Regions from separate parts of the Mus musculus genome. Here all the other regions are linked to region 2. Evidence: chromatin contacts called from public promoter capture Hi-C data. All regions are on one chromosome and are shown on one strand. Each heading gives the region's core, a stretch centred on a gene start, on an enhancer-like site or on the middle of the called end of the contact. The rest is flanking DNA. Distances are from core to core; before and after follow the strand shown.

The links. Promoter capture Hi-C pulls out the DNA fragments that hold promoters and counts their contacts.
Region 1: a contact with region 2 is called in a promoter capture Hi-C map of pre-B cells, with 5 times the contacts expected there. The contact joins the promoter of Tepsin here to the promoter of Cant1 in region 2. A contact is called at or near these places in 1 of 39 promoter capture datasets (pre-B cells) and 1 of 115 datasets of contacts at active chromatin or transcription factors (pancreatic cancer cells).
Region 3: a promoter capture Hi-C map of pre-B cells shows a contact between it and region 2, with 2.5 times the contacts expected there. The contact joins the promoter of Slc38a10 here to the promoter of Cant1 in region 2. A contact is called at or near these places in 1 of 39 promoter capture datasets (pre-B cells) and 1 of 115 datasets of contacts at active chromatin or transcription factors (pancreatic cancer cells).
Region 4: a contact with region 2 is called in a promoter capture Hi-C map of pre-B cells, with 3 times the contacts expected there. The contact joins the promoter of Baiap2 here to the promoter of Cant1 in region 2. A contact is called at or near these places in 3 of 39 promoter capture datasets (liver, pre-B cells and stem cell-derived epiblast-like cells), 1 of 484 Hi-C or Micro-C datasets (B cells) and 2 of 115 datasets of contacts at active chromatin or transcription factors (astrocytes and pancreatic cancer cells).
Region 5: a promoter capture Hi-C map of pre-B cells shows a contact between it and region 2, with 5 times the contacts expected there. The contact joins the promoter of Snhg20 here to the promoter of Cant1 in region 2. A contact is called at or near these places in 5 of 39 promoter capture datasets (hematopoietic stem and progenitor cells, hippocampal neurons, liver and 1 more) and 3 of 115 datasets of contacts at active chromatin or transcription factors (double positive thymocytes, pancreatic cancer cells and stem cell-derived neural progenitor cells).
Region 6: a contact with region 2 is called in a promoter capture Hi-C map of liver, with 6 times the contacts expected there. The contact joins the promoter of Mettl23 here to the promoter of Cant1 in region 2. A contact is called at or near these places in 5 of 39 promoter capture datasets (cranial neural crest, hippocampal neurons, liver and 1 more), 2 of 484 Hi-C or Micro-C datasets (CD4 T cells and pre-B cells), 1 of 115 datasets of contacts at active chromatin or transcription factors (pancreatic cancer cells) and 2 of 9 other capture datasets (liver and pancreatic islet).
Region 7: a promoter capture Hi-C map of stem cell-derived epiblast-like cells shows a contact between it and region 2, with 2.1 times the contacts expected there. The contact joins the promoter of Rptoros here to the promoter of Cant1 in region 2. A contact is called at or near these places in 2 of 39 promoter capture datasets (hippocampal neurons and stem cell-derived epiblast-like cells).

What each region holds. Positions count from the first base shown.
Region 1 is chr11:120,097,481-120,100,565 of GRCm38.p6, reverse strand. It overlaps Tepsin (TEPSIN, adaptor related protein complex 4 accessory protein), which reads left to right and starts at 1,835. Exons shown (of 13, transcript NM_183137.2): 1 at 1,835-1,940; 2 at 2,985-3,057. The coding sequence starts at 1,893. Ndufaf8 (NADH:ubiquinone oxidoreductase complex assembly factor 8) reads right to left here and starts at 1,632. Exons shown (of 3, transcript NM_001110242.1): 1 at 1,501-1,632; 2 at 1,308-1,418; 3 at 142-392. The coding sequence starts at 1,584. The coding sequence ends at 363.
Region 2 is chr11:118,417,393-118,420,376 of GRCm38.p6, reverse strand. Cant1 (calcium activated nucleotidase 1) reads left to right here and starts at 1,259. Exons shown (of 5, transcript NM_001025617.2): 1 at 1,259-1,447; 2 at 2,723-2,803.
Region 3 is chr11:120,150,063-120,152,832 of GRCm38.p6, reverse strand. It overlaps Slc38a10 (solute carrier family 38, member 10), which reads left to right and starts at 1,482. Exons shown (of 17, transcript NM_024249.5): 1 at 1,482-1,853. The coding sequence starts at 1,755. It overlaps Gm11769 (a long non-coding RNA gene), which reads right to left and starts at 2,426. Exons shown (of 3, transcript XR_389232.4): 1 at 2,119-2,426; 2 at 1,435-1,995; 3 at 112-1,054.
Region 4 is chr11:119,941,610-119,944,368 of GRCm38.p6, reverse strand. It overlaps Baiap2 (brain-specific angiogenesis inhibitor 1-associated protein 2), which reads right to left and starts at 1,277. Exons shown (of 14, transcript NM_130862.4): 1 at 1,121-1,277. The coding sequence starts at 1,174. It overlaps Gm11767 (a long non-coding RNA gene), which reads left to right and starts at 1,275. Exons shown (of 5, transcript XR_001780400.2): 1 at 1,275-1,787.
Region 5 is chr11:117,075,385-117,078,128 of GRCm38.p6, reverse strand. It overlaps Snhg20 (small nucleolar RNA host gene 20), which reads right to left and starts at 1,346. Exons shown (of 2, transcript NR_027059.1): 1 at 927-1,346. Mir6516 (microRNA 6516) reads right to left here and starts at 781; the gene lies at 672-781.
Region 6 is chr11:116,842,047-116,844,899 of GRCm38.p6, reverse strand. It overlaps Mettl23 (methyltransferase like 23), which reads right to left and starts at 1,385. Exons shown (of 5, transcript NM_028865.3): 1 at 1,126-1,385. The coding sequence starts at 1,293. Jmjd6 (jumonji domain containing 6) reads left to right here and starts at 1,451. Exons shown (of 6, transcript NM_033398.3): 1 at 1,451-1,835; 2 at 2,180-2,568. The coding sequence starts at 1,707.
Region 7 is chr11:119,833,108-119,835,920 of GRCm38.p6, reverse strand. Rptoros (regulatory associated protein of MTOR, complex 1, opposite strand) reads left to right here and starts at 1,556. Exons shown (of 3, transcript NR_045313.1): 1 at 1,556-1,631. The region is part of intron 13 of Rptor (regulatory associated protein of MTOR, complex 1); the gene reads right to left.

The DNA of each region.
Region 1 (3,085 bases), core at 586-3,085, 1.7 Mb before region 2:
GTCTCTGCCTGCTGAGTGCTGGGATTAATGGTGTGCACCACCACACCCAGCTGAGAGCAGAGTTCTATGGTCCAGACCTGCCACCTTTGTGGGGTGGGGGTGCAGGTGTCCTCTGAATACATTGTCCTTGGGAGAGACCAGTTCCTTATACCATGCTTTATATATAAAAGTCTGAAACTATACAAAATTAAATCATCTTCATGTTACATCTCAACCAAATCCAGATCCTCATGTACACACTGCCGGGAAACAGCCCTGCCCTGCCTGCCCATGGTTCAGGGTGGGAGGAACCATTACACAGCAGGAACTCTGCTGCCCATATGCGTGCTGTCAGGACAGGGCCTCCACGCCCACCGCTCTTCCTAGGAGCCTCCCATCATGGTCTTCTTGGCCTGGAAGAGAAAGCATTTTGTTTCAGTGACTTATTTCCAGTTTAGATATGGCTTAAAGCAAGACATCTACCACATCAAATGCCACCTTATCCCAACCACGCTAAAGAACTGAGATGCTAGTGTGTCTCGGGGGGTCCCAGCCTGGGCTCACCTACAGAGGACGCCTGGCCCCTGTGACTGAGAGTTTCTGTTATGAGATGGGCAGGGATGGAGGGGGAACCACAGGGGGGTGCCTTTATCTGGTCCAGGCAAAGCAGCAGATGGAGTCACACAATTCTGGTCAGCCACAGAGAGGGTGGCAGGGACAGCAGAAACTCTGAGCATTAGGAGTGTGTTTAGGGTTTCAATGACAGCTGCTGGCCACCAACCACAAGAGTAAAGGCTTGTGTCAAGTTAGAAGGAACAAGAAAAGCGCAACACCTGACGACTGAACAGCCTCTGCCGGGAAACCAAAGGCTGTATGTAGGTGAGGCTGGGCTGTAGTCAACTCAAACACTGCTCCTCATTCCCGCCGAGGCTACTGTGGACCTGCTTCTGATGCAGTGTGTCTGTCACCCTGGGTTCTTAACCACCGACCCTAGCTCTAGTGGAGGGGTCATGGGCAAAAAGGCCAGGATCAAGAACCCAAGCGGCTCTCAGCATCGCTTCCGTGCTGCAGGGAGAACCTGCTGCGGACCTTGCACTTTACTCCTCGGGGACAGGGTGCGTCAGGGGTGCGTGCCTAGCAGGACACTGCCCTGGCATCTAGCAGGAATTGCTGGGAGAAACCAAGTGGAGCTGGGGTCGGTCTCATCGGGTTGCCCATCGGCAAGACGCCAACAGCTAACTGGAGGCCCTGTCCCCTTGTCACTGGAGTTGCTTGGCGGAAAAGAGGACGCCAGACAGAGATGACGTAGCAGGGACACGCCCACCTACCGCGGCGGCGAAGCAGCTCCGCAGGGCCTCGAACTCGCGAACGCAGAGGTCCTTACTCAGGCGGCCTCCTGGGGCGGTGGACGCCTGCACGCACTTGCCATAAGCCGAGGCCTGAGGGAAGACGGGACAGTACAGGGACCTGACCCGAGTCGCCACCCATCCCGCTTCCGCTTCCGCTCCGTTCGCTCCGTACCTCAGCTCCACAGGCCGCCAGATGCTCGGGGAAGGCTCGGAAACGGCTCCGCACACGCCCCCACACCGCTCCGTTCACAGACATGAGCGGTCCTTTTAGGCTCTCGAGGGCGCCGCCATCTTGGGCCCTGCCTCTTCCGGAGTCGAACGCGTGAACATCCGGACTCTCCGCCTATCCTATTTTCTGGTTGGTCAGAGTCACAGTCCTGTGCTTCTGTAATTGGTCGCCGTTCTTGTCCGTCTCTTGCTGAGACTTTGGATTGGCTGAGACGCAGATGTTCCCGCCTTCGTGCCCGCCCCTTGCGAGCGATTGGTCGGGGGAGCGAGAGGAGCGCGACGATTGGAGGATCGAAGCCTGGCGGAAGCGGGGCAGTTTGGGAGGTTACCTGGACCATGGCAGCTGTGCCGCCCCTGCGGGACCGCTTGAGCTTCTTGCATAGGGTGAGTGAAACTCGCCGGGTGTGCTGACCTCCGGCGCCCGGGAACCTCGCTAGATTAGCGGGGACAGACACTGTCCAGCAGCTGCCGAGAATGAGTGTGCCTGCCGTGATAGCAGAAGGTTAACCCCAAGGGCGGCGGGCGATCTCCAGCGGGGCCCATCGGCTCTCCCCAGGCTTCATTTCAGAAGATCCTGGAAGCTCGTACATCTCTGGGGGACAGGGGGCATCTGGAAGGCCATAGCCACGGGGTGGCGAGAGCGGAGCCTGCTGCCAGCTGTTGACTGCAATAAATTGATTGCCTTGAGCTTTCTGACTGGATCTTGAGGGCACTGAGTGGCCCCAGGGACCCTTCTTAGGCTTTTAAGAGTCCCTGCTACAAGAGATCAGATCACTCAAGTCTGGGACAAGATCTGAAGTACTGAACTGTGCAGCTCCCTCCCTACAGATCCCCTTGAAGGCACTGTAGACAAATAGCACGGTGAAGACATACTTGTCTTAAATGTTCCTAAACCTCGCCCTCTCATCCAGATACTGATGGATGAGATGAGGTGTTCCCAGATTTCAACCAAGTAAACACCATAGGCTTGCAGGGACACGCAAGGAAGTAAGTAAGCAAGCACAACCAAGCTGATTCATGACTCAATAAGATGGAAGTTTGCTATCTTCAAGGAACCTTAAAGTCCCCAAGCTGAGCGGTTCTCACTCTTTGGGTCTGTACCCAGTAGTCTCACCCATCCAATGCACAGAAAGCCCTGAGATTCTTTCTGTTGCTGTTACTTAGTGTAGGAGGCAGGGGCTGAACCTCATCTTGACCTCGTTAGAGAACCTTTGTTGATTTTCCTCTTTCCCGGGTCACTCCTCCATGCCAGAGCAGAGCCTGTTTGCAGCTCTGCTTTGTGGCCCTTAGGGTGACTGTGGCCCTGCCCAGACTCTCTCCTGGGCAGTTTTAGCCCCAGTCAGCATGAGGCTTGCTTCCATTCCCTTCAGTGGCTGGGACCTACCCTGTCTAAGATGGCAGCTCACCATGGCCCTCATTCCCCTACAGCTCCCCATCCTGTTGAAGGGGACCTCAGATGATAGCATCCCATGTCCAGGCTACCTGTTTGAAGAGATCGCCAGTATCCTTCTGCACTGTTCCCATTGGTG
Region 2 (2,984 bases), core at 10-2,509:
TCAGCCAGTTCCAGGCCATCCAGAAACCGAGGTTGTCCTCTGGCCTCTAGGGGAACGCAAGTGCACCTGTGAATATATAAACCCACACAGATGCGTGTTCTCTCTCTCTCTCTCTCTCTCTCTCTCTCTCTCTCTCTCTCTCTCTCTCTCTGTGTGTGTGTGTATGTGTGTGTGTGTGTGTGCGCGCGCGCGCGCGCGCGCCCCTGGAACACCGACTCTGCCATCTCTCATAAAGGTTAAGCTGGGCAGAACTGAGCAATGTATTATTTAGAGTTGCACAGCTATGTGTTGTCTGCAAAGGAAGGCTTGAGAAAGATGAGCACAGTATTCGGGACCATGCCTCCCGTTGCAGGTGTAAGGAGAGGAGCTGGGAATTGGAAGGAATACCTAGAGTGCTTTAAAAATCCTACGAGCAATCTGCTATTCCGAGTGGAGAAGCTGTAACAAATAGAAGGTGGCTGATTGGGACTTGGTTTGGTCTGACACGAACATCAGAGAATTCAAGAAAGATGGCCTGCCAACCCAAGCACAGAAGAGGGAACCCAGCACATTTCTATTTTTCACATGTAATTTAGTATATATTCTAACGTTAGTTAGTGTATGTCCCAGAGGACAAAAAGGGGTGGAAGAAAGGGTTGTTTTTCACCGTGTTGGGTTACATATTTTGAATTCGTCCCAACTGTGCATCGGTTACTTCCCAGAAGGCTTTTGGGAGACTCAGGGATGAGGCTGAAGTCAGGAGGCAGGGCTGACTCTCTCCATGGTTGATGAGGGCCTCTTAAAGTCCTTACATGCCACCACTGTCTAGGACTGAGCCGGTATCACACAGCACAGAGCTCAGGGCAAGGCAGGCTGGGAAAAGATGAACCGGGGTCCTCCGTTTGTAAGGGCTATTGACTACAGTCGGCGGCGGGAACACACCACCATCCTCTGGTCCTGCTGTGGAATCTGGTCAGCATTGGCTATGACCAGCTGGAACTGCTCAGAAGAGGGTCTGAGGACTAGGGCGGCAGAGAGGAGTCCTAACTTCTAAACTTCCTGAGACGAAGGTCGGGGGGACCAGGCAAAGAACCCTGAAGCTTAACTGGGGAACGACAGACAACTCCTTTGCTGGATTTCCGCGCCTCAATTACAAGCTCAAGCGAAAAACTACGATTCCCAGCAGCCCGGCGCTCAGTGCGCAGGCGCAGAGCAGAGACTGGGTGGGCGAGTAGAGGAAGACACATAGAGCAAAGGCTGCCGGGAAGACGTGGCTGTAGGCAACCGAGAGTGCGGCGCAGGAAGACACTTAGAGCAGAGGCTGCCGGGAGCGCGCGGCCAGAGTGAGGCGCAGGCGCAGAACAGAGACTGCCGGGAGCGCGCGGCGGGGCGGAAGTGGCCGCCTGCCCTGTCCGGCCCTACGCAGGTAGGCGGCAGCCCGCAGGCTCCGGAGCCAGGCCCTCAGTGGGTGAGTGACGGTGCGCCCGCGGCCGGGTGCCCTCCCTCGCTGTGTTCTGGGGCCTGTTGCCACCCGCATCCGTCCGGCCCGGCCCCAGGCACCTCAAACTCCCCCCCGCAGCTAGGCTGTGACGGGTGCCGGACAGACAGACGTCTTTCCCCCTCTGGCTTGTGTGGGAGACCTCCCCTTTCTGATGAGGGTGCCGTGCTGAAGTAGTGCGAAACTTCTTCCTCTTCTGACTAGCATGCTTCAAATGCCCCTAGCGACAGTACCTTCCCTCCCTCCCTGCCTGGCCTGGGCACGGGCTCTCCAGTTTGGCACTTGATCACCTCTCTAACAGACCCACCTACGCACCCCATCCTCACCTGTAACCGCCCACTTCCTTGCTCCTGTCCTGGCTCTTCTTGCTGTCATCTAAGATTGGACCTTCCCCCTAGGCAGCATAGTGCACTATCCTTTTTTACTACCCGACTACCGACACCCCCTGCTTCTTCTGCACACCCCCTAGTCCCTTTCTGCACATACAACCCTAATCTCGGCTAGACTCTCCCAGCCTCGAAGTCGGGCATCACCTGGTCCATCCTTACAGAGCTTCCTGCCCCTAGCACCTGTGACATTCATACGCCTCCAGTAAACCCAAGCACCTTTCTGCAGTCACTCGGGAGTGCCTCAGTAACCAGCTTCATTTCCCAGTTCCATCTCAGGTCTATATACTGGACAAAGCTTAGACCTGGGAACCTGGTCTCACGGTGTCAGTGGGGCCTGACTGACTAGATCTTACAAGCTCCCAAGACTGTCCTGCATGTACTGCAGACCCTGCCTTGGGAACTCCTTCTCCCTGCCCCTCTGGGGCTTGTCTGAGGACCATCCTTCTGGACTGGGCTACAGGCCCTCCTTTGAGCTGCTCCCTAGACCTCGGCCTAGCAGTCTTGCTGGAACCCGTGAGCACAGCCTACTTCCTTCTGGATAAGACAAGGGATCTCTGTCACATAGAGCCCAGAGCGTCTTTGCTTGGCTAGAGACAGAATTCTGTGTGCTTTCTTGCTTTCTTTGTTCCATTTGACCTGTTATAAAAAAGTAAATGCTTCTTGCAACTGAATGGACCATGTACTGTGACCATATTGTCCCTCAGTCCCCTTTACCACGTAATATGCACCAGTGTGTCCAGGAATGCATGACATCCTCTGCCTGCTGAGCAGCGGGGACAGGAGGAGAGGTCTAGAGAGTGGAAGAGGCAGGTGTCCCGTTGCCACCCACCTGACTGTGGCATGTGTGCCCATGAAGCTCCCACAGATACGTGCGACCCTGTCACCTGAGCCTTGGAACATCCTTCGCAGTGTGGCTGTCTTCGCCGTGGCCATACAGGTAGGTGTTCCAGTGCGTGTTAGTATCTGTCCTTTGAGGACAGTGGATGGCAGTCCACACTCCTTCCCCTCTCTGTCAAGAGGCATGAAAATACCTATTAGAAGCCAGTGAGTGTTGAGAATTTCTGGAAAGCTTGTCTTAAATGCCAACACTGAAGGAATTAAAACCTTGTATACTGACT
Region 3 (2,770 bases), core at 233-2,732, 1.7 Mb before region 2:
GCCCCTTCTTAGGGATGAACATCAGATACATGAATATGGAAACACAGAAACGGGTCAGATAGATTGTGGACAATGACTTCACTTACAAACGATGAATACAGACACTTAGTATTTTGGTTTTTTCTTTTTAAAGATTTATTTATTTAATGTATATGAGTACACAGTTGCTGTCTTCAGACACACCAGAAGAGGGCATTGGATCCCATTATGATGTGGTTGCTGGGAACTGAACTCAGGACTTCTGGAAGAGCAGTCAGTGCTCTTAACCACTGAGCCATCTCTCCAACCCTATTCTGGCTTTGTATTCAATTACTCCTTTTTTTTTTTTTTTGTTCGAGACAGGGTTTCTCCACGTAGCCATGGCTGTCCTGGAACTCACTTATGTAGACCAGGCTGTCCTCAAACTCAAGAGAGCTGCTTGTCTCTGCCTCCTGAACGCTGGGATTAATGGCTCATGCCACCAATTGCTCTTTCTAGCTTTTCCTTTCTCTCTCTCTCTCTCTCTCTCTCTCTCTCTCTCTCTCTCTCTCTCTCTCTCTCATCTCTAGAAGCTGCTCTGCCTGATGCTGGAAGAATTTGTCCCTTGTCTGAGATCTTGCATGGGCCTCAAATTGTTTTCTAGGAGAGCCTCTTTAGGCAGCTTGAAGTTCCTCCTTGCATGCACAGCTCTGGCCTCCTGGAATCATTGTGGGGTCTTTCTTGGACCTCAGGTCCCTAGGCCTTCATTCACCACAGACACCACCATAAAGAACACTGCCAGGTGCCAGTAATCCACTTAGGTGTTGGAGCGTTCTCTTTTCTCTAGTCTCTTTAATGTCCATTACTCCAGGAAGAATTCTCATTAGTCCTTCCAGTACAGAAGCCACCATCTCTTGAAATCCTAGATTTCCCTAGTCTCTCCTTTTTACCTTTCCTCTGGTTTTCTTTCATATTAGGGCAGTAGACCATTTTCACCCACTTAGCGTATCAAACAGACACATCTCCATGCTCCCTCCTCCAGGCTGTTGTGACTTTGCTGAGTCTCTGAACCTCCCGGTGTCCCGATGATTTTTATCTGTAAAACGTTAAGTGCTAATTTTGTCCCAATAAGTTGGCATTCAGTCTAGACAGGTCCTCCAATTGTGACCCAAAATCCTTCCTGTGCGCAAGGACCTGAAAATTAACCCTCAAGAGCCCACTCCTCACCTGAAAGGTAGTCCTTCTCTTTCTCTCCTGTTGTTCCACTAGAGGTTGTACCCAGCAAATGACTCTTCTACCAGCGGCCACAGTCACTAGTCTAAGCCTGGAACCCCTAACCCAGATTGTAGCCCCGCCCTGATTCAGACCCCGCCCCACGTCCCGCCGTCCCTCCCCCCACATACTTCTTATTGGCCAGAGTTACGCCTAGCTCCGCCTCTGGGCCCACCCAAACCACGCCTCCTCGGGCATACACACCTACTTCTAGTTGGCTGGCGTCCCGCCTCATCCCGCCCTTTGATACCGTCACTTCCTGGTAGAGTAGGCTCCGAAGGCGGAAGTTTGGGTGCCGGAGGCAGCGAAGCGGAGCTGAGGTGTTGCTAGCGTTGCCTGCGGCGCTTCCGGGTTCCCGCTTCACTCTGGGGAGGCGGAGGCGGGAACCTGGAACCATGGCTATGAGGCTGCTGCGGAGCCTGGCAGGGTCTGGAGGCTGACCTCGCGACGCCTGTCCGCGGCCCCCCCTGCTTCAGGTTTAGGGTTATCTAGGGTCGCTCTGTCCTGGTCCCTAGACCCTCAAAATGACGGCCGCCTCCACCTCCAAGTGGGGGCTGATCACGAACGTGGTGAACAGCATCGTGGGCGTCAGCGTGCTCACCATGCCTTTCTGCTTCAAGCAGGTGAGTCGAGGGCGCGGGGGCATCAGGTTGAAGTGCTCGTTTGGTGGGAAGGGGGTGTGAGCACCGCGGGTCGGGAAGAGACCCAAGCAACGTCCCCGAAGCGAGTCGCGGTCCGGATCTGCGCGCTCAGCGGTTGCTCACACTGTACGGAAAGGCACAGAGAAGGATACGTTAGCGGATTGATAGTGGTTTTGTTGGTCCTGTTTTTGACTCTGACCGACTGCATGGCACGGAAGCATGCCGGTCCTCGGCTTCGGCTACTCACCTTTACTCAAGGCGATTTAAAGCATTCGTTTGGTCTGATCTGTATCATGTGTCACCGCAGTTGGAAAAGCCGGCATACAAAAAAGTTTGGTGTTATTTCTGTGTTGAATGCCACATGAAAAGATGGTCATTTCTACGTGGCTTTGTTGTGTCTGCCAGTGAGTTGCGGAAGCAGATGGAAACGTCAAATTGGGTAATGACTCTCTTAACAAAGGGAGTGGCGGGGTTCCCCGTCGCTCATCCATGCCACGCGGGCTGCTGTCCTGTTCTATTGAAACAGTGGGTTATCAAGGCAGAGACCACTCCTCCTATCTGATGACTCCCAGGAGATGAGGTGGAAGATTAATCCGGGATAGACATTTGGAAGTGAAAATGGGTTGTTGATAATTTAATAGTAGACTAACAACTACTTCGTGTGTTTTGTCGTTCACATCCCAGGCTAAAAATAGAAAACAAGTTTTTTTAATCAATGAGTTTTTGATCCTCAACAACCTATCCTGATTGAGACTGTATCTAGGGTTCCCGGGTAGGGTATTTGATATGGTTAATAGATGTAGACAGGAGGACAGAGCTAGATCCTCTGGGGTGACATCTGTGTTGTGAACCCCAGTGTTGAGTTGTTGGGGGATGGTTTTGGGTGTCTTTGGAGTGCC
Region 4 (2,759 bases), core at 28-2,527, 1.5 Mb before region 2:
GCTGTAGGCAACAGAGCAAGCACAGCTATGAGGGTTTCACAGGCCATTGCCTAGAAAGGCACAACCATGGTTGGTTCATACAATCAGAAACTGTTGCTCTCGAGCAGAGCACAATCCCATTTAGCCATGAACCAGCAACTCCATGTGAAAACCTAGTGGCTGGTGGAAAGCCTTTCACTCACCCTTAAGACAGTTTTGAAATAAAGCACAGCTTTGTAAAGAGGACTGCCATGCACAGGGCAGGGCAGGAATTTCTCTCTTGAAAAAAAAAATGTCACTGAGAACTGCAGCGGACCTGATGCCATCAGGGAGCCCCAGGCTGTGCTGTTGAGGGTAAGGGGCCAGGGCTGTGAGAACCCATGGTGAAGAAATAGGAAATGGCCCGTCCATCTGTACCCAAAGCATGGACATAACATGACACCAGGGGGCTTGCACAAGGCTCTGCAGTTCTTCCATGAGAAACTGTCATTTCACAGATTAGTATGTGAATGCGAGACTCTTAACACATATCAGAAGCAAAAGCAGGCGCGTCAGCCTCCTACACAATTAGTCTTCTCCCTCTGCGGTTACATAAGATGATGGATTATCTGTCCACCCATCCAACCTGTCCGAGCTCGACCTCCCACTTTGGGCCACGTCCATTAACACTCGTAAAGGAGTTGTGGAAAGGGAAAGCCTGTTGAAGAGAAAGTGCCCAGAGGCTGGCATAACAGCACCTAGAAGAGCCCCACGGTGCCACCGCGCCAAGCAAGCGCAGGGCGACCGCCCGCAGCAGCCTGCAACCTCCACGCCGCCCCCGCTCCTTGTTCCCCTCACTCTGGGATGCAGCGGACCAGGCCAGATCGCAGAGCAGCCCAGGCCCTGAACATCTCGGTCCCTCCGGACGCCAGGACAGACAGGCGTACTGAGGGAGCGCGCGGGGGCTGAGCGGCGCCGTCGGGGTGGGGGCGTCCACTCGTGCTCGGGGACGGCGCGGGCCGCGGCGGGCGTAAGGACCCTGGGCGGGCGCGGCCACCTGTGACCAACGGAAGATCGGTCCACCACACCCGCAGTCCGGGAGCCGGTGCCCTGCTCGGGCCTGAAGACCTAGGGGCGACTCGGAGCCGCGCTGGAAACTCACCTTGTAGACATTTTCCGTGAGCCGGTGCATCTCCTCCGAGCGTGAAAGCGACATGGTCCTGGGTCCCGGCTACACCACAGACCAGAGCAGGGGCACGGGTGGCGGTGAGGAAAGCGACAACTGCAGCAACAGGAAAAGGCGCGCAGACCAGGACCACAGAGCGCGGCGCCCGGCGGCCGCTGCTTTTATAGCCGCTGAAGGCCCCACCCCACAAAAACCCCGCCTCCGGGCCCCGCCCCCGCCGCGCCCGGATCACCGCCCCCGGCTGTCCGCCCCCGCCCAGCCTAGCCGCTGCTAGGCAACCGCCAGGCCCGCTCCTGCGCCGTCTTTTCTATTGGTAGATTTCGGAGGCGGGGGCGAAGGGCGGAGCTAGAGGAGGGACTCGGAGGCCGGCTCCGAGCGGCAATTGGTCGGCCGCTGGGAGGCGGAGGCGCGGCGCGCTGAGGCCCTGGAGCTGCCTGAGGGGGTCGGAGCGACAGCCGGGCTGGGGGCGGAAAGCGGGGGCGGGGTGGCGCAGGAAGAGCTAGCGCGGGGTGTGGGCGGTGCGGGTGGCACCGGCGCGAGCGCGCGTGGAGGCGGCACTCGGGAGGCAGCGATCCGAGCTGCAGGCCCTCAAGGGTCCCTCAGGAGTGCGCGACAGGGGCCGGTGGCTCCCGCGCTATTGCAGGTGAGTCGGCGAGGCGTGCGTCGACCCTGGACGGTCTTCCGGAAGGGAGGAAACCCGGAGCCGGAGTAGGTGGAGACGGAGGAAGGTGCTGAACTCTAGCGGGAGAACCCTGAGCCCTGGAGGCAGGATCGGGACAGGGTGGGCCCTGGGGCGGGTGCTTGTGGTGGACTGGTGCTGAACGGAGGGTGGCGGCCGACAGTTGGGTCTAGAATTCCGGGAAGAGGACCCAAGAGAGGAGCGAGGGAGACGTGGAGCGAGTTCCATGGGGTGGTTCGGAAGGGAATTGGGGCGGGGGCGGGAGTTGGGTGGATAGCTCCGGGGGAGGAGCCTCTCAGCACAGCTTGGAATTGCCCAGTAGCTGATGGTTTAAGGAAGGGTAAGGCTTGGCTGAGAAAACTGACCAGGTTGGCACACGGGGTTCCAACGCGGTTCCCTTTGAAGAAATATTTACATCAATTAGACGAACAGAGAGGAATTATTTGCTTTACATTGTAAAACACCAGAGCTGAATGTTTCCTTTTAATTAAACATAACACTCCAGCATCCATTTCCTGGACAGCTGGTTACACCACTCCAACAACCCAGAGGACACAAATCCAAGGCGCGGCTGTCAAGCCTCAGCAGGGGACTCAGACGGCCCCTATTCACTTTGCTACATGTGTAAGGAGAAGGAATTCAGCCCACTGTCCTCTGTTTCCTTGTCGTCTATGTACATCTCTGTGTACATCTCTGTGTATCTGTCTTTTCTTGGGTTCTTCTTGTGACAGAAAGCCAGCTTAAACTAACTGGCTGTCAAATAAGGACTTGTCAATTACTGTTCACTGCGACTGGTTGGTTACAGCTGCCCCTTCATCTCACTTTCTAGTCCATTTAGACCAGCATGGTATGGTGCCTACTCAAGCACACACTGATCCCCTCACTGATCAGAAAGCCAACAAGGAGCTGTGCACTGGGGTAGAAGCAACTCCTCCA
Region 5 (2,744 bases), core at 97-2,596, 1.3 Mb after region 2:
TACTCAAAATGCAAACGCCCAGTCCTTCAACCACACTGAAGAGACAACCTAGTGGGGCCCACGGTCGCTCAGGTGAGTCCTGGGGAACGATTTCTGTTTGTTTGGGTTGTACTGGTGTCTTGTCCAGTGACGTCTGGAGTCACAACTGTATGCATCTTTGTTTAAGCTCCACGTGGGTGGGACAGACACCCAGGAGTAGAAGACTTCCTAGCATGCATATAGCCTTGAGCTTTATCCGTACATCCCATAAACCACGTGTGCTCGAGGATGCCGGTCATCCAGGCGGCTACCAGAGGCAGAGGAAGGAGGATTAGAAGTTCAAAGGCTGCCCTCAGCTACTTAATGAGTAAAGGCCAGCCTGGGCTAAGTGAGACCCTATCTCAGAGCGGGGTGGTGCAGTTGCTGGAGAGATGGCTCAGCATTGAAGCTGAACACTTGTTGCCCTCTTAAAGGACCTGGGTTCAGTTCCCAGCATCCACACCGGGGCTGACAATACTCTATAATGCCACTTCTGGGAAATCTGGTACCCTCTTGTGACCCCTTGGGGGCACCAGGCAAACATCCACACTCTAAAATAAAATAAAATAATGAATACGTCTTTTTTCTCTTTTTTATCTAAAGTGAGGGGCTTGAGTAATGGTCAAATATTTGCTTTTGGAGGACTGTGCTCAGTCCCCACAGCTTCAGCAGGGCTCCTGTTTGCAGTATCATACATGACCACCAAACTGCTGCTAGGATGTCCACACCTGTTACTGCAAATTCTAACCCCAGGGAAGAGGTTCCTCCTCCTCTGGGATTTTACTTTAGGTCAAGGTCGGGCTGTCTGGTACGGGGCTGCACCCACCTCGGGCGGGTACAGCCACACAGGAGCCTTTTCCCAGACCGTCGGCCTCAGGTCACCGTCCCACCCCCAAGGATTGACATACCTGGGCCAACCAAGCTCAAGTCACTGGAAACGCTCCTCGGGAGGAAGGAGCTTGTGCGTGCTTCCGTCTAGTCGTTGGGGGATGTGGTTCATTTCCTGGGTGGGGAAATAAAAAGACAATTTAATACAATTCTGTGTAAGCGGACGAACCCGTGCGGCGCCTGCAACACAGAAGCAGCCAGTGCCCCGCCGATGGCGGCCCGGGCCTAGGGCCTTCCTACAACTCCAGCCCATCCCGCGATCGCGTGCCGGCCCGGGGTCAGCCTCCTCCCATGGGAGTCCCGGGAGAGGTTTCTGAATCCCACGATCGCCTTCGGGAGGCTCCACGGCGCCCCCGAGCCACGCTGCGCAGGATGCATCCCCTCTGCACGGAGCACGCGAGTTCTCCTCCCCGGCGGAACCAGCTCTGCAAATGCACTTCCGGCCGGAACTGAAGATTTACCATCGAGACGGCCGCTAGAAGGTCGCTCTGGCCTTCGGGTCATCCAGGTCGGCCTTAAAGGGGCCGCGTTCTAGACGCGGTTAGAGCGGCCAGAGTTCCACGCGGCGGTGGGACCTCGTCTACAGGGGCGCAAGCGGGAGGGACTCCCTACTCTTGGGCGGCAGGAGCTAGCCTAGCCACTGACCCTTTATCAATCACGCAGCCCTGTGCAGACCAAAAAGTTGACTTTCCCGAGCCCAGTCAGCCCTGTTGTGGCAAAGGCAGTTGAAACCCAGCTGGTTCTGTTGCAAACCTGTGTGTGACCTTCCATCACAGTATAAACCCATAGGTGGTATCAACTGATACCCGTTGACGTCAGCACCCTCTTGATCCAAAGGCTTCCCAAAATCGCACCTCTGACCTGACCGCCGCAGGACTGTATCTAGAATCATGCCTTCAGCAGAGACCTCCCGAGGAACATGACACCGTGGTCCAGCAAAGGGTTAGTTAGATCTGTGATGTGGCATCTCTGGGCTAAGACCTCCAACCTCCAAAGTGGCATCCAAGTCCTGCATGCAGGTCCAGGTTTCAATCATCCCAAGGTATCCCAGGGGCCAATGGGAAATCCCACGAAAAAAAATTGATCAATAATGCCAGGGCCAAGTCGGTGCTATGTAGTAATTTCCTCCGAAACATCTCACCCGGAGGGAAGCTTGAGAAAGTGCGATCCGGATAGTCCTTAAGACTCTAAGACTCGGAAAATAAGTGACAAGTCTCAAAAAATTCCTAAAGCTTACCAGATTCACAAGGCCCCGCCCTCCTTAATGAGGAGAGACCCTCCGAACTTGTGGAATTAGCCCCAAATCATGCAGAGAGCTCCAGTTTCCAGCTCTCCTGAGCTGTCACTCATGCTGGGCTAGGCTCTTAGTAATGTGAGTGTCTTTGGGCTATCCGTGCTCCTGTGAGTAACCCCAGAAAACTGGCCACTTCATGGGGGCGGGAGGGGCATTTGGTGTCATTGTTACTTTGGTCTGTCATTTAGTAAACAAGGTGGTCTCATCTCCCTAGGGAAAGTGTCACACAGCCATTACCCCTACAGCTGTGGCTCCTTCTAACTGGAATCAAGATCATCTTCAGGTCAGCTAGAGGCGCGGGGAAAGGCAAGGAGAGGGTGCACTCTGTATTTTCAGTAAATGAAGAAAATGACACACGAACCTCATTGAGATGAATGAAGGGTTTTTGCATGTTTCACTGTAATGTGAATCCAACCACTGAATACAGACTCCCCCTTTGAAGGCTATTTTATTTATTTATTGAGATGAGTCTTGTGGATGTAAAAACACAACTGTGGGAAGCCACATGTGCCGTTGCAGAGTGACACTGACTACTGCTGGCCAC
Region 6 (2,853 bases), core at 136-2,635, 1.6 Mb after region 2:
AAGTCTGTACCCCATGCCTTCTTGTCCTTTTCCTAGTTGTCTATTAATGCCCAAACTTAAAAAGATCCAGGTTATTAGTATCTTCCAACTCTGCTTCACGCTTATTTGTCCTGAAATATTTCTCTGTAGTACACAGCCAAGAATCTCTTCTCTAATGTTAGAGGCTGCTGGGAGGGCGGAGGAATACACCTTTAATCCCAACACTCCAAAGGCAGAGGCACGGTGAACCCTGAGTCCAGACTGGTTCACAGAATGTGTTCCACAATAACCAGGGATACATAGAGAGACCCTGTCTCAAAACAAAATCTCTGCTTCACTTGTGTAGAAGTCTGGGAAAAAAAACAAACAAACGAGGACTGCTACAGGTGGCAGCATTGTATAGCAGAAGGCTATACCTTCTGCTCCCCTTACTATTGCCAGGGACACCTACCTACCTATGGTCCAGCTGCCTACATTACAACACGAAAATCCTTTGTAAAACCCGACTACCTGGGAAGAGTTAGTCAGTTTTAGAGTAGCTATGAGCTCGGAGGGAACAAGCCAGTGCCGATGTATAAAATTTTATTGGGGTGTTGGAGACAGGAATCCCTGGTCCCAAAATTTAAACAGCAAAGATTACGGGGTTTGGGATAAACTCAAAAGCACAACTATCATCTATCGTGTATGGATCTTGGATTCGAGCCCCGGCACTGTTTAAGCCAGCATGGTGGCGCACACTCCTAACCCTAAGAAGCGGGAAACGGGGGTTCAAATTCAAAGCCTGCCTGAGCTCAGAAATAAAACAGAGAGTTAGGGCTACCACTCAGTGGCGGAGCACTTGCCTAACAGGCAGAGGTTCAATCAAGAGTACCCGGAGGTTTGGTGGGGAGGGGGGCAGGCCGTGTTAGATATACTGACAGATGCTTTCAAAAGAGTACAAAGTTAGCATCACAGGACAAGACAGCCACTTTCCTGGTGGAATTCAGTGAACTTCCTGGCACTGTCCCTAAATGTGTCACTGGAGCGCACTTAACCCCTCACCGGGCTTCACACCAGACCTGGTGCTAATGAACGAAGCCGAGAACTGAAGGACAACCCACTCCCGCTCCAAACAGGGGGCTCCCACGTGGGTGCCGCCGCACGCACCTGCGGGACGCGGACCTCCAGCACCGCCCGATTGCCTCCGGGAACTGGCTCCTCCCGGAACCGAAAGAGCTGGGTCCCGGCCATGAGGCCGGGCTCGCACGTAGGGGAGTCCAGGGACGCCGGGTCAGGAGGCGGTGCCCAAGGAGCGCGGGGCCGGACACTGTCCATGGCAAACACAGGAAGCCGGAGGCCGCAGCGGGCCCGGCCGGAAGGAGACCGCAGGGAAGCGACGCGCAGACGGAAGTGTTGCGTAGGCCAAAGCAGGGAGGGGCAGGGCGTCGGCGACGCGACCTTCCCAACATGGCGCCCAATTGGCGTGCATGAAGGCGGGTCTGGCAGGTCGCTGAGGCCAATGGCGGACCGCATGAGGCGGTGGGGCGGGGAGGAAGGCCGCTGTTCGCCCAACCCAAAGCTCCGGTGGCGGCTGAGGAGTGAATCTTCTGGAAGGCGACTTTAAAGGCGCCGGGCCGGAGCGAAGGGCGTCTCGGGGCCGCGCCAGCCAGGGAGGGAGGGCGCGTTTGGTGGCAGGAAACGCGAGCCGCGTCGGGGTCGGGGCGGAACCGGACGGCGAGCGGCTCACGATGAACCACAAGAGCAAGAAGCGCATCCGCGAGGCCAAGCGAAGTGCGCGGCCGGAGCTCAAGGACTCGCTCGACTGGACCCGGCACAACTACTACGAGAGCTACCCGCTGAACCCCGCGGCCGTGCCGGTGAGCGGGGCGCGGGACCCCACACGACGGCTGCCCGCCTTCCGAGGGCCGCTGGTCCCCCGATGGGGCCCCGCAGCCCGGCTGTCAAAACTCGCTCGGTCGTGGGAGCTTCGGGCCCCTCCCTCCCGTGAAGGGGTGGCTCCGGGTGCGACGTGCTCGCCCGCACGCACGTGGGCCTCCTTCCGTCCCTCCGGCCCCCTGGAGGAGCAGAGGCTCGCTCGTTCCTTGCTCGTGTGTGCCATTGCTCACGGGTGTCTTTGCTAATTGGCCCTGTGGGACACCTTTATCCGCCACTGGACTTGTTCCAGTGTCCTAACGGGACAGGTCTTTTGTTGTTCCCGCAGGATAACGTGGAGAGAGCTGATGCCTTACAGCTGTCGGTGAAAGAGTTCGTGGAGCGCTACGAGAGGCCTTACAAGCCCGTGGTTCTGCTCAATGCACAAGAGGGCTGGTCCGCACAGGAGAAATGGACTCTGGAGCGCCTCAAAAGGAAATACCGGAACCAGAAGTTCAAGTGCGGCGAGGATAATGACGGCTACTCGGTTAAGATGAAGATGAAGTACTACATCGAGTACATGGAGAGCACCCGCGATGACAGTCCCCTTTACATCTTCGATAGCAGCTATGGCGAACACCCCAAAAGAAGGAAACTTTTGGAAGACTACAAGGTGCCCAAGTTTTTCACAGATGATCTTTTCCAATACGCGGGGGAGAAACGCAGACCCCCTTACAGGTAAATTATTTCACGTTAAGTTTTCAAAAACCATGGACAGTGACAGGCAGTGGTATTTTTGTAAGGCCAGCCTGGGCTACAGAATGAGTTCCAGGACAGCAAGGGCTACACAAAGAAACCCTGTCTCTGGATAAACACACACAAATCCGCAAGCCTGTTAGCAGAACTCTGTCTAACCTTGTAAAAGCAATGAAAGTCTTCCCTACACATTGACCTGTTTATAGTCCTACTTCGGAAGAAGGATTCCATGGGGGTGGGGGGGTGGGGAGGCATCTGGATTCCTCC
Region 7 (2,813 bases), core at 307-2,806, 1.4 Mb before region 2:
CGTGGGTCTCAGGGATTAAACTCAAGCTGCAGGCTTGTCCAAGAAGCACCTTTGCCCACTGAGCCATCTCACCAGCCTTCAAAATTATTCCCAGCTGGTGTTCAGAGGTGACGACTGCATCCTTTTGAGAAGGACATTCAAAATGTCCTTCTCTTCCTTCACCGGTTTGACAGTCCAGCTTGCTGTCCCCAGTCCACATGCCACCTCTGGACCCCAGTGGCTTTGTTTGCTGCTACTCAGCCTCTTCCATGGAGAGGAGCACCCGAGTCTCCCAGGCTCTGCCTTACAGTCAGGCCGGTCAGAAAAGCTCTTCTTTCTGTATAGACTGACAGACGGGGATTGGCCATTTGTATTTCTTTCCCTCTTGGCTACACTCACAGGACAAACCCTCCATGTCACAAGTGGTTATGATCTCTGAGGTAGCATACATGACCACATAGTGACAGTGATGTATGCTGCTCATGATGTGTATCTGCACTGGGGAGAAATGTCGCCATGTAGATACACTTGTAGCCACTGCTGAAAACACCTTCACATGGTATTCTATCTTACCAGACAGTGAGACAGTACCCAGAACCCATTTACACAGTACATAGCTTTGCTGACTGGCTTACACAAAACAAAGGTTTCTGCAAACACATATCCCTAACATGTCCCTTCCCTTCACTGGTTTTCTGCAGACTATAACCTATACTTGAGTCATAAGAGACCCTCAAAGCATCAAATTATATGAATGAGGTGGCAGGGAGAGAGGAAGAGAAAACATTTATAAGTTTTTCCTGTGAGCATGTTCCTGACTCCTGCTCATCAGATGTGGCTCTCAGTGACCGGGAGGAAGACTCTGCCCAGTCAGAGCTAGGAGACCCCCCCCCCCCCATCTGAAAGACTGTTTCTAGGAACATGGCTTCCTCACAGAGAAGGGAGACTAGAAAAACTTAGAAGTATAAAACTAAATTCATCCCAAACACAGAGACTTAGAACAGCCTGATAGTTTGAATGGAAAATGTCCTTCAGAGGTTCATGCATTTGAACACGTGGTCCCTGGCTCATGGTGCTCTTAGGGGAGGTCATAAAGCTTCAGAAAGTAGAGCCTTGAAGCGGGAGAAGTATGTTGTTGGGGTGGGTTTTGATATTATAGCCTTGCCCATTTCTGGTTTGCTGTCAGTGATCTGTGTTTATGGCAGCTGTGATCTGAGCCTCTGCTCTGCCTCCTTTGCCTCCTCTGCCTCCCACTCCTCTGTTGTCTTACTCTGGAACTGTGAGCCAAAATAAACTTTGTCACTGCTGGTCCCAGTATGTAACCACGGCAACAGAAGAGTAACGAATACAACGTCTAAGTACATAATGAAAACAAAGCAACGGATACAAAGTCTAAGTACACAAAGAAAACAAACAACCCCCATACCCACATCTGGGTCCGGAACAGAACAGGTGAAGGAACAAAGCAGTGTTTGCAGTAATCGCTGGGGCTGGGAGTCATGACTTTGAAGGAAGAAGCACGCTAACACAAACGGCAAAGCACGTGTGAGAAGGGGGCTCATCTGTCTTCCACCCCAAGCCTCTCACTACCGCAACCCAAGTGCAGGTGTGCAGAGCCAAGGGGCCTCCTCATGCTGCCATGGACATCAGAGGTACAGAGGGTTGAGGGAGAAAGGGGGAGGGTTGATTTGGAGGAGCTGAAGCCCCTCCCAGGGAGAGTGGACAGAGAAACCCTGTGGTGCACCAGAATGGTGCAGCTGGTTAAGGTAAGGCACCAACCGGCACAGGAACACAGGTCTCACTGTGTCCACTGAGGTGCCTCAGACACAGGAAACTGGGGCGGGCTCCACTGTCACCTCAGATTTCTGTAAACCTAGAGCTATCCCCCAAAGCAAAGCTTAGCAGGCAGGAAGCACGGGTATCTAGATAGAGGCAGTCTGCATTCCTCCTAGAGCAGCCCCACGGTGGGCCAGCAGAACAGGGAGGATGCTCAACAATGCCTGACCCATAGAGAAGAGGCCGACATTGAACTCTCTTCCAACTGAGCTTTGTGTACGTGAAGAGGCAAAATGCGGAGCAAGAGAGGTTAGGCTGAGTACCTGATCAAATTTATTCAGAGAAGAATCTGTTTGCGGAGGAACCAGACACTGGGAAGCTGCAAAGGATACACAGGTTGTAGGGGCCGAAGAAAAAAATCCCACCTCCTTCCCTGTTGTCTTTGTCCATGGAAGCTCTTCCTGTGGTATGCCTGTTTGTATGCCTGACTTTGGATTATCCCATCAATACCAATTCAGAGTGTTTTCCCACATTCCTTGACATTGTGCCCTTGATGTTCCCCAGTGGTGCTATAAATAAAACTTTATTAACTGTAATTTGGAAGGTCTGCCTGAATTGCACATTAATTCTGTCTATGAAAAAAACCCTCAATTAGCTGGAACCCAGCTTACACCAGTCCTTAATTAACTGCCTCCCTCCCTTATTCTTGTTAATTAGCAGAGAGACAGATGATAACAACAACTTGGGAAACTTATTAAAACCAAGCAAGCATGTCCTTTCTCACACTTGGATCTTAGCTTCAAGTTTCTGGGGTTGTGTGTTTAATTTGGAGTGTCAGGAAACTAGAAAGAACCCACAAGATGGGGGAGTGAACAAGCCCTTAGTGGGGCAAAGGGATAAAGACCACATATTATATAATAGCACAGAATACTAACCTACTCTTACCTTGATCTAACATTGGCTTCTGGCCTCTGTATACATGTGCACCCTGCCCCGAAATATTGTTAACAAAAAGGACATTTTCTTCCATAACCACAAATCCATTCTCTGGGAATTCT